Regions from separate parts of the Hordeum vulgare genome. Here region 1 is linked to region 2. A link is a contact called in public Hi-C data. All regions are on one chromosome and are shown on one strand. Each heading gives the region's core, a stretch centred on a gene start, on an enhancer-like site or on the middle of the called end of the contact. The rest is flanking DNA. Distances are from core to core; before and after follow the strand shown.

What was found. A called contact is a pair of places that touch in the nucleus more often than the background predicts.
Region 1: a Hi-C map of seedling shows a contact between it and region 2, with 3 times the contacts expected there. The contact joins the promoter of LOC123403521 here to the promoter of LOC123403362 in region 2. A contact is called at or near these places in 3 of 6 Hi-C or Micro-C datasets (leaf and seedling).

What each region holds. Positions count from the first base shown.
Region 1 is chr6H:435,933,988-435,937,343 of MorexV3_pseudomolecules_assembly, reverse strand. It overlaps LOC123403521 (probable methyltransferase PMT15), which reads left to right and starts at 1,806. Exons shown (of 6, transcript XM_045097453.1): 1 at 1,806-2,860. The coding sequence starts at 2,126.
Region 2 is chr6H:435,729,317-435,732,669 of MorexV3_pseudomolecules_assembly, reverse strand. LOC123403362 (cytochrome P450 87A3-like) reads left to right here and starts at 1,635. Exons shown (of 9, transcript XM_045097301.1): 1 at 1,635-1,979; 2 at 2,133-2,457; 3 at 2,561-2,710; 4 at 2,885-3,136; 5 at 3,271-3,353. The coding sequence starts at 1,783.

The DNA.
Region 1 (3,356 bases), core at 557-3,056, 200 kb before region 2:
AACACCTTCGGAGATACCTGTAGAGCATCTTTATAGTCACCCAGTTACGTTGCGACGTTTGATACACACAAAGCATTCCTCCGGTGTCAGTGAGTTATATGATCTCATGGTCATAGGGATAAATACTTGACACGCAGAAAACAGTAGCAACAAAATGACACGATCAACATGCTACGTCTATTAGTTTGGGTCTAGTCCATCACGTGATTCTCCTAATGACGTGATCCAGTTATCAAGCAACAACACCTTGTTCATAATCAGAAGACACTGACTATCTTTGATCAACTGGCTAGCCAACTAGAGGCTTGCTAGGGACGGTGTTTTGTCTATGTATCCACACATGTAAATGAGTCTTCTTTCAATACAATTATAGCATGGATAATAAACGATTATCTTGATATAGGAATTATAATAATAACTATATTTATTATTGCCTCTAGGGCATAATTCCAACACGCAGGATGGTGAAGGAGAGGGTGGTCGCAACCATGGCCGGGAGAGACCCACCTCGATGCGGGGGGTCAGCTCTTCTGCACGCCAAGGTAGCTCGGCTTGGTGCCGCTGGAGCAGCCAAGAGAGCAAGAGAAATAAACAAATGTAGTTGTCAGTCACACTCAGACCAGAGCAGAACAAGAAATTCAGTTAACTGTTGACTGCATTCCCTCCCATCTTCAGAGGGAGCTCAGATTCTTATTTTTGTACCTGAAGTGGAAGATGGCGGCGAGCGTGGCGAGCTCGCTGCTCCTGAGCACCAGGTCCCTGAATTCCTTCCCGGGATTGGAAGGAGACATGGCTGGCCAGCGGGCAGAGATGCGGCGGCGGTGGCCAGCGTGCAGAGATGCGGCGGCGGCGGCCAGCGGGCAGAGATGCGACGGCGGCGGCCAGCGGGCAGAGATGCGCCTCCGTCAGCACCGCGGGAGCCCTCGGCGCGTGTTGCACCAGCCGAGCCGGCGCCGGCACCGGGGCGCGCTCCAGCCTCCTCACCTCGGTCGTGACCGCCTTCTTGGTCGCCACCTTCGCCCTGGCCGCCTTCTCCGCCTCGTTGCCCGTCTTGCTCGCCGGCTTCCTCGCGGCCGGCAGCTGCAGCTGCTGCCAGAACTTGTTGATGAAGTCGTCCGCCCTCTCGTCCACGCACGCGGCCTCCGACGGCCCCACGTCCGGCCGCCTCGCCTCCGTCAGCACCACGAGAGCCCTCGGCGCGTGCTGCACCAGCCGAGCCGGCGCCGGCACCGGGGCGCACTCCAGCCTCCTCACCTCGGCCGTGAGCCCGTGACCACCGAAACCTTATCTTAATAGAAGGATCTCGGATGGAATACTCCAAAACACGAGGTTCTTTTTGTAAGAACGAAATGTTTTCCTGGTTAGTCACTTAAAGAGGGACTGCGGGTTAATTATTTGAAAAGACAAGTATTTTTTTTTGCAAAATATCCACGACGTACGGCAGAAGCAGTAGCTGCCTTATTATTAGGGAAGATTAGGGGAGATATAGATTCCGTTCAACAATTTGAATTGTAGATCATATATAGATATTTGTCACAAAAATATTAATAACTTTTTACGAATCGGGAATAGACGACATCCGGCAGATTGCTCTAAAGCCGTACTTGGGTCTAGTACGCCATAGCCAACGGTTAGTTATATTATTTTCTTTGCTCTTACCACTATCATAGCTCAGTAGTTACACTTCCTGTCCAAAAAAATTTGCTACTTGTTTATACTTGAGCTCGGCGAATGTTTCCATCACGTGCTAGAGCCACCGGCGATGAGCAGTAAAGACAAATAACAAAAGCTTACGATGGTGTGCAGTGAGCAAATCACATGAGCATCGAGATCCAGTGGCCTCACGAGCTGAACATTCTTGAGAACAACACGGAATTACAGAGCGATGCGTGGTGAAATCCTTGATGTTTACGGGTGACGTTCACCCGTAATCACTACCTAATCCACGCACAGTCGAGGAAATCAAACGCGCTATTCACAGCCGTGTGATGCCCCCGCCTCGCCGCTACCTAACGGGCAGGGCTACCAGCTCAGTGACCACACCGACGAAGCCAGAGTGAAGTGGGCACTGAGAAGCGAGCAGAGGACGACACCACCGGGCTCCGAGCAGAGCGAGGAAGGAGCAATGGGGGTCCGCTCGGCGGCCACCAAGCTGCACATCCCGCCCACCCACTCCGGCGCCCGGCGCTCCTTCTTCCTGCCGCTCGCCGCCGTCGCCCTCCTCTGCTCCGCCTCCTACCTCCTCGGCGCCTGGCACCACGGCGGCGGCTTCTCCCCTTCCTCTCCCTCCCGCTCCGTCACCATCGCCACCGACATCTCCTGCACCACCACCCTCACCCCCTCCACCACCACCACCACCACCACCACCACCACTCCGTCCCTCGACTTCTCCGCGCACCACGCGGCGGCGGTCGACGCCGTGGCGGCCAGGGCCGCGTCCTCGGCATCCTCGGCGCCGCGGAGGTACCCGGCGTGCCCGGCCGAGTACTCGGAGTACACGCCGTGCGAGGACGTGAAGCGGTCGCTGCGGTACCCGCGGGACCGGCTGGTGTACCGGGAGCGGCACTGCCCCTCGGGGCGCGAGCGGCTGCGGTGCCTGGTGCCGGCGCCGGCCGGGTACCGCAACCCGTTCCCGTGGCCGGCCAGCCGGGACGTCGCGTGGTTCGCCAACGTGCCGCACAAGGAGCTCACCGTGGAGAAGGCGGTGCAGAACTGGATCCGCGTCGACGGGGACAAGCTCCGGTTCCCCGGCGGCGGGACCATGTTCCCGCACGGCGCCGACGCCTACATCGACGACATCGGGAAGCTCATCCCGCTCCACGACGGCTCCATCCGCACCGCGCTCGACACCGGCTGCGGGGTAAGTTACCAAGCTTCTTAATTAACTAGGTTTAGAATGGATTGCTTGCTCGAAACCGATTCTTGTGGTAGTATTAGAAATGGAAACACGAACATCTCTTGCTCAGCCGAGGACAAACAGGTCCGTCAGTTACTCAGATAGTAGTAGTACTAGAGAGAAGAAACTGCAGAATGTTGAACAAAGTGCAGTACATAGCACATTGTTCAAATTTTCACCTAAACCTGTGAATTATGCAACTATGAACTACATCTAGTACGAGTAAAGATAACAAATTTGGTTGAAACAGCACGAGTGGACTGTAAAATTCGCTTCTCCTGGACTAGTCAGTTCTCAGCTGTCATCCATCAAAGAAAACTTGACTTGTCGCTTTTCAACTGGTGCCACAAAATTATTGACAAAAAAATGGCCATCTTTTTTCAACGAATGCACAGTAGGGCAATTATGGGCATTGCCAGTCTGCACCTGCGACACCGTTCAAGTGTCGTCTATCTTTTCA
Region 2 (3,353 bases), core at 386-2,885:
GAATATAACTCGTGGTCTACGCTTCTCCGGCGGCTCGAGTTAACCAACCAGCCACGCGAACAAAGATGCATTTAAGAACGGCGTCGACGGAGCTATGCAGACATGTACTCCGCTACGGGAGCAGGAGCGAGGCTTCATTTTACTAGCTAGCTAGTGCTACCTTTCACAGAGATACTACTGGAGTAGATATGTACCAATCTCCCTCAGTTAGCTGCTCGACTACACCTCTCAAGGATCGATCTTCGGTCAGCGTCAGTGGTGCCGGTGCCGGCCGTGTCACGGTTTCATACATGCCGAGTCCGGTCGTGTGCGGAGCTGATCAATTCATTAATCGTATAATCAATGGGGAGAACTGATAGGACGGTGCAATACCCCTGCACGAACGAGCACACGTGTATGTATGCATGCACGTACGCACGTAAGGAAAGCAAGGTGCATGCATGAACATCTGGAGGAAGGCGACCCTGCCAGCTCGATACGACCGTGTCGACCGACAAACATGCTGACAAAAAATGGCGGCATGCATGTACGTTACGTGGCCGTGCGTGCGTGGAACCACTTGTCACGGGCACGCACACTTAAACCTGACGTGACAATGCAAGTTCACGCGTGATCGATCGATGGATGGATGGATCGGTCGTCCCAACGACAGGTCGTATGACGTTCATGGAAGATTCATGTCGATCTGCTGTGCGTATGGCATCCTAGCTACTGTGTGCTGAATTCAGGGCCAGCACAAGCAGATTTATATGCATAAGATAGTCCGGAACGAAAGAACATGTACCTCTCTGCACTTTGCCGGTACGTACGTACCACTTGTGATTGCGACGTCTTACTAGATCGATGCATGCTCTGATGCTCACAGCAACAGGCCAAAAGCGGCCGATAATAAAAACAAGTGTTGACTCGCTGTCGATGGGCATTTGACAATCTTTTGTGTGCCGGTGGATATTCTACCATTTTCTTCTACTGTTCTACCATGCCCCGCCAGGTTTTCGTAGTTTCTTATCCACAGAGTTTACATGGGGCAGCCTAGTCTTGACAGTTCATAACTATTGTTTCTTCCAAATACAAACAGACATTTGCATTCCTACCGAACCGTTTGATTCTGTCGAACTAATTGACATCTGTATTTTGAACCTATATGTACGTAGTACTGTCCAACAGAAAGGCAAAATGGAAGGACACACAGCCACACACGGACCATTCGAAACCCAAGCGCATAGCTTGGCGTCTCGCCTAATAATCACCTAACAGATGCCAAAAGAACAACTCGTGGTCCGGAGAACAGCCGGCAAATACATTGCTAGCTGTACATGCTTTTATCCTGAATCATGCACGCACTCGGACTCGGACATGGCCAGCCTTAAAGATGTAACCACTCTAAAAAGTTCAGAACACAACAGCTTGACCCCTGTGGCGGGTAGCACAGTCGTCGGAACATAACACCACAGCACACGAGAGCAGATCCTGCGCAAGCTTGCAAGAATTTCTTCCCCGTCAAAAAGATAAACACTCTCTGCAGCAATAATTCTCCTCCTCCCAATTGTTTAAGTTCCTGCCTGGCGGCCTCCCGCGGCATTTCCGACGAAACCACTATATAAGGCGAGGCAAATCTCCCAACATAGCTCCCCGTACTTGTTGCAGCTAGCCATATCTTGCGCTAGCTTCTCCTCTCTCTCTCTCTCTCTCTCGAGCACCGCCATTGCTCTTGACCTAATCTAATATATAGGGTCGGCCGATACAGCAGTACTAGTCTTTAGTTGCAGCTTGGGGTCCTCCATGGAAACACTATGGGTTTTTGCCTTGGCCATGGCGGTAGCTTCTATCCTGTGGGCGTACAGATGGAGCCACCCCAAGGCGAACGGCCGGCTGCCTCCGGGCTCCCTCGGGCTCCCTCTCCTCGGCGAGACCATGCAGTTCTTCGCCCCTAATCCTACCTGCGACGTCTCCCCCTTTGTCAAGGATAGGGTGAACAGGTAGGGTAGCTAGCTAACCACATGTAGTACCACCGTTATGCACCACGGTGCCAGCATCCAAACCCAATCAGTTCATGATCACATTGGACTATTGGAGTAAGTACGCATGAGACTGAGCTTGCTCTCTGACATTGATTGAATGCGTGTGCATAGGTACGGTACCATCTTCAAGACCAGCGTCGTCGGCCGGGCGGTGGTGGTGTCGGCAGACCCGGACCTTAACCACTACATCTTCCAGCAGGAAGGAAAGCTGTTCGAGAGCTGGTACCCGGCCACGTTCACCGAGATTTTTGGCCGTGACAACGTCGGCTCCCTGCACGGGTTCATGTACAAGTACCTCAAGACCCTCGTGCTCCGCCTGTACGGCCAGGAGAACCTCCGGGCTGTGCTCCTCGCCGACACCGACACTGCCTGCCGCGCCACCCTTGCCTCCTGGGCTGGCCAGCCGAGCGTCGAGCTCAAGGACGGTCTCTCCACAGTAAGGCCATGTTCAGTACATGAACTACCTGGTACTACGTTTAACATCATCAGGTTAGAGAGATCATTGCTGATGTGCATCTCCTGTTTGTTCCTTGTCCTAGATGATCTTTGACATTACCGCGAAGAAGCTGATCGGTTACGAGCCAACCAAGTCGTCCAAGAGCCTGAGGAAGAACTTCGTGGCCTTCATCAGGGGGCTTATCTCGTTCCCGGTGAACATCCCCGGCACAGCGTATCATGAGTGCATGAAGGTACGCACAAAGCCACAAAGGCTTCTTGACAAGCGTACGTAGTGCACAAAACTGCACATGCCTGTCAAGTCAACATACGACCAGTCAAATGGCTGCTCTCGCGGAACCCACTCCGTTAAGCTTCTCTGATCTGCCCGGAACGCTTGACGGAGCTGCAATTGCATGTCTGTGCAGGGGAGAAGGAACGCCATGAAGGTGCTCAAGAGGATGATGAGGGAGAGGATGGCGGACCAGGGGAGGCAGCGCCAGGACTTCCTCGACGTGATGATCGAGGAGCTGAGGAGGGAGAAGCCCGTGCTTACCGAGACGGTGGCGCTGGACCTCATGTTCGTGCTCCTCTTCGCGAGCTTCGAGACGACTGCCTTGGCCCTCACGCTAGGCATCAGGCTCATTACCGAGAACCCGAGGGTGCTCGACGCGCTAACGGTTAGTGGTCATGTATAAACTGCATGTGACTTTACGTCTATCGATCTCGAATCGATGTTTGTGTGCAGCGGCAAGGCAACCAGGCTTAAGCTGCTTGTGTGCAAAATAACAATTGACGATCTTTGTGTGGTCAGGAGGAGCACGAGGCGATCGTTAGGGACAGGAAGGACCCGGATGCCGGCCTCACGTGGGCAGAGTACAAGTCCATGACCTTCAC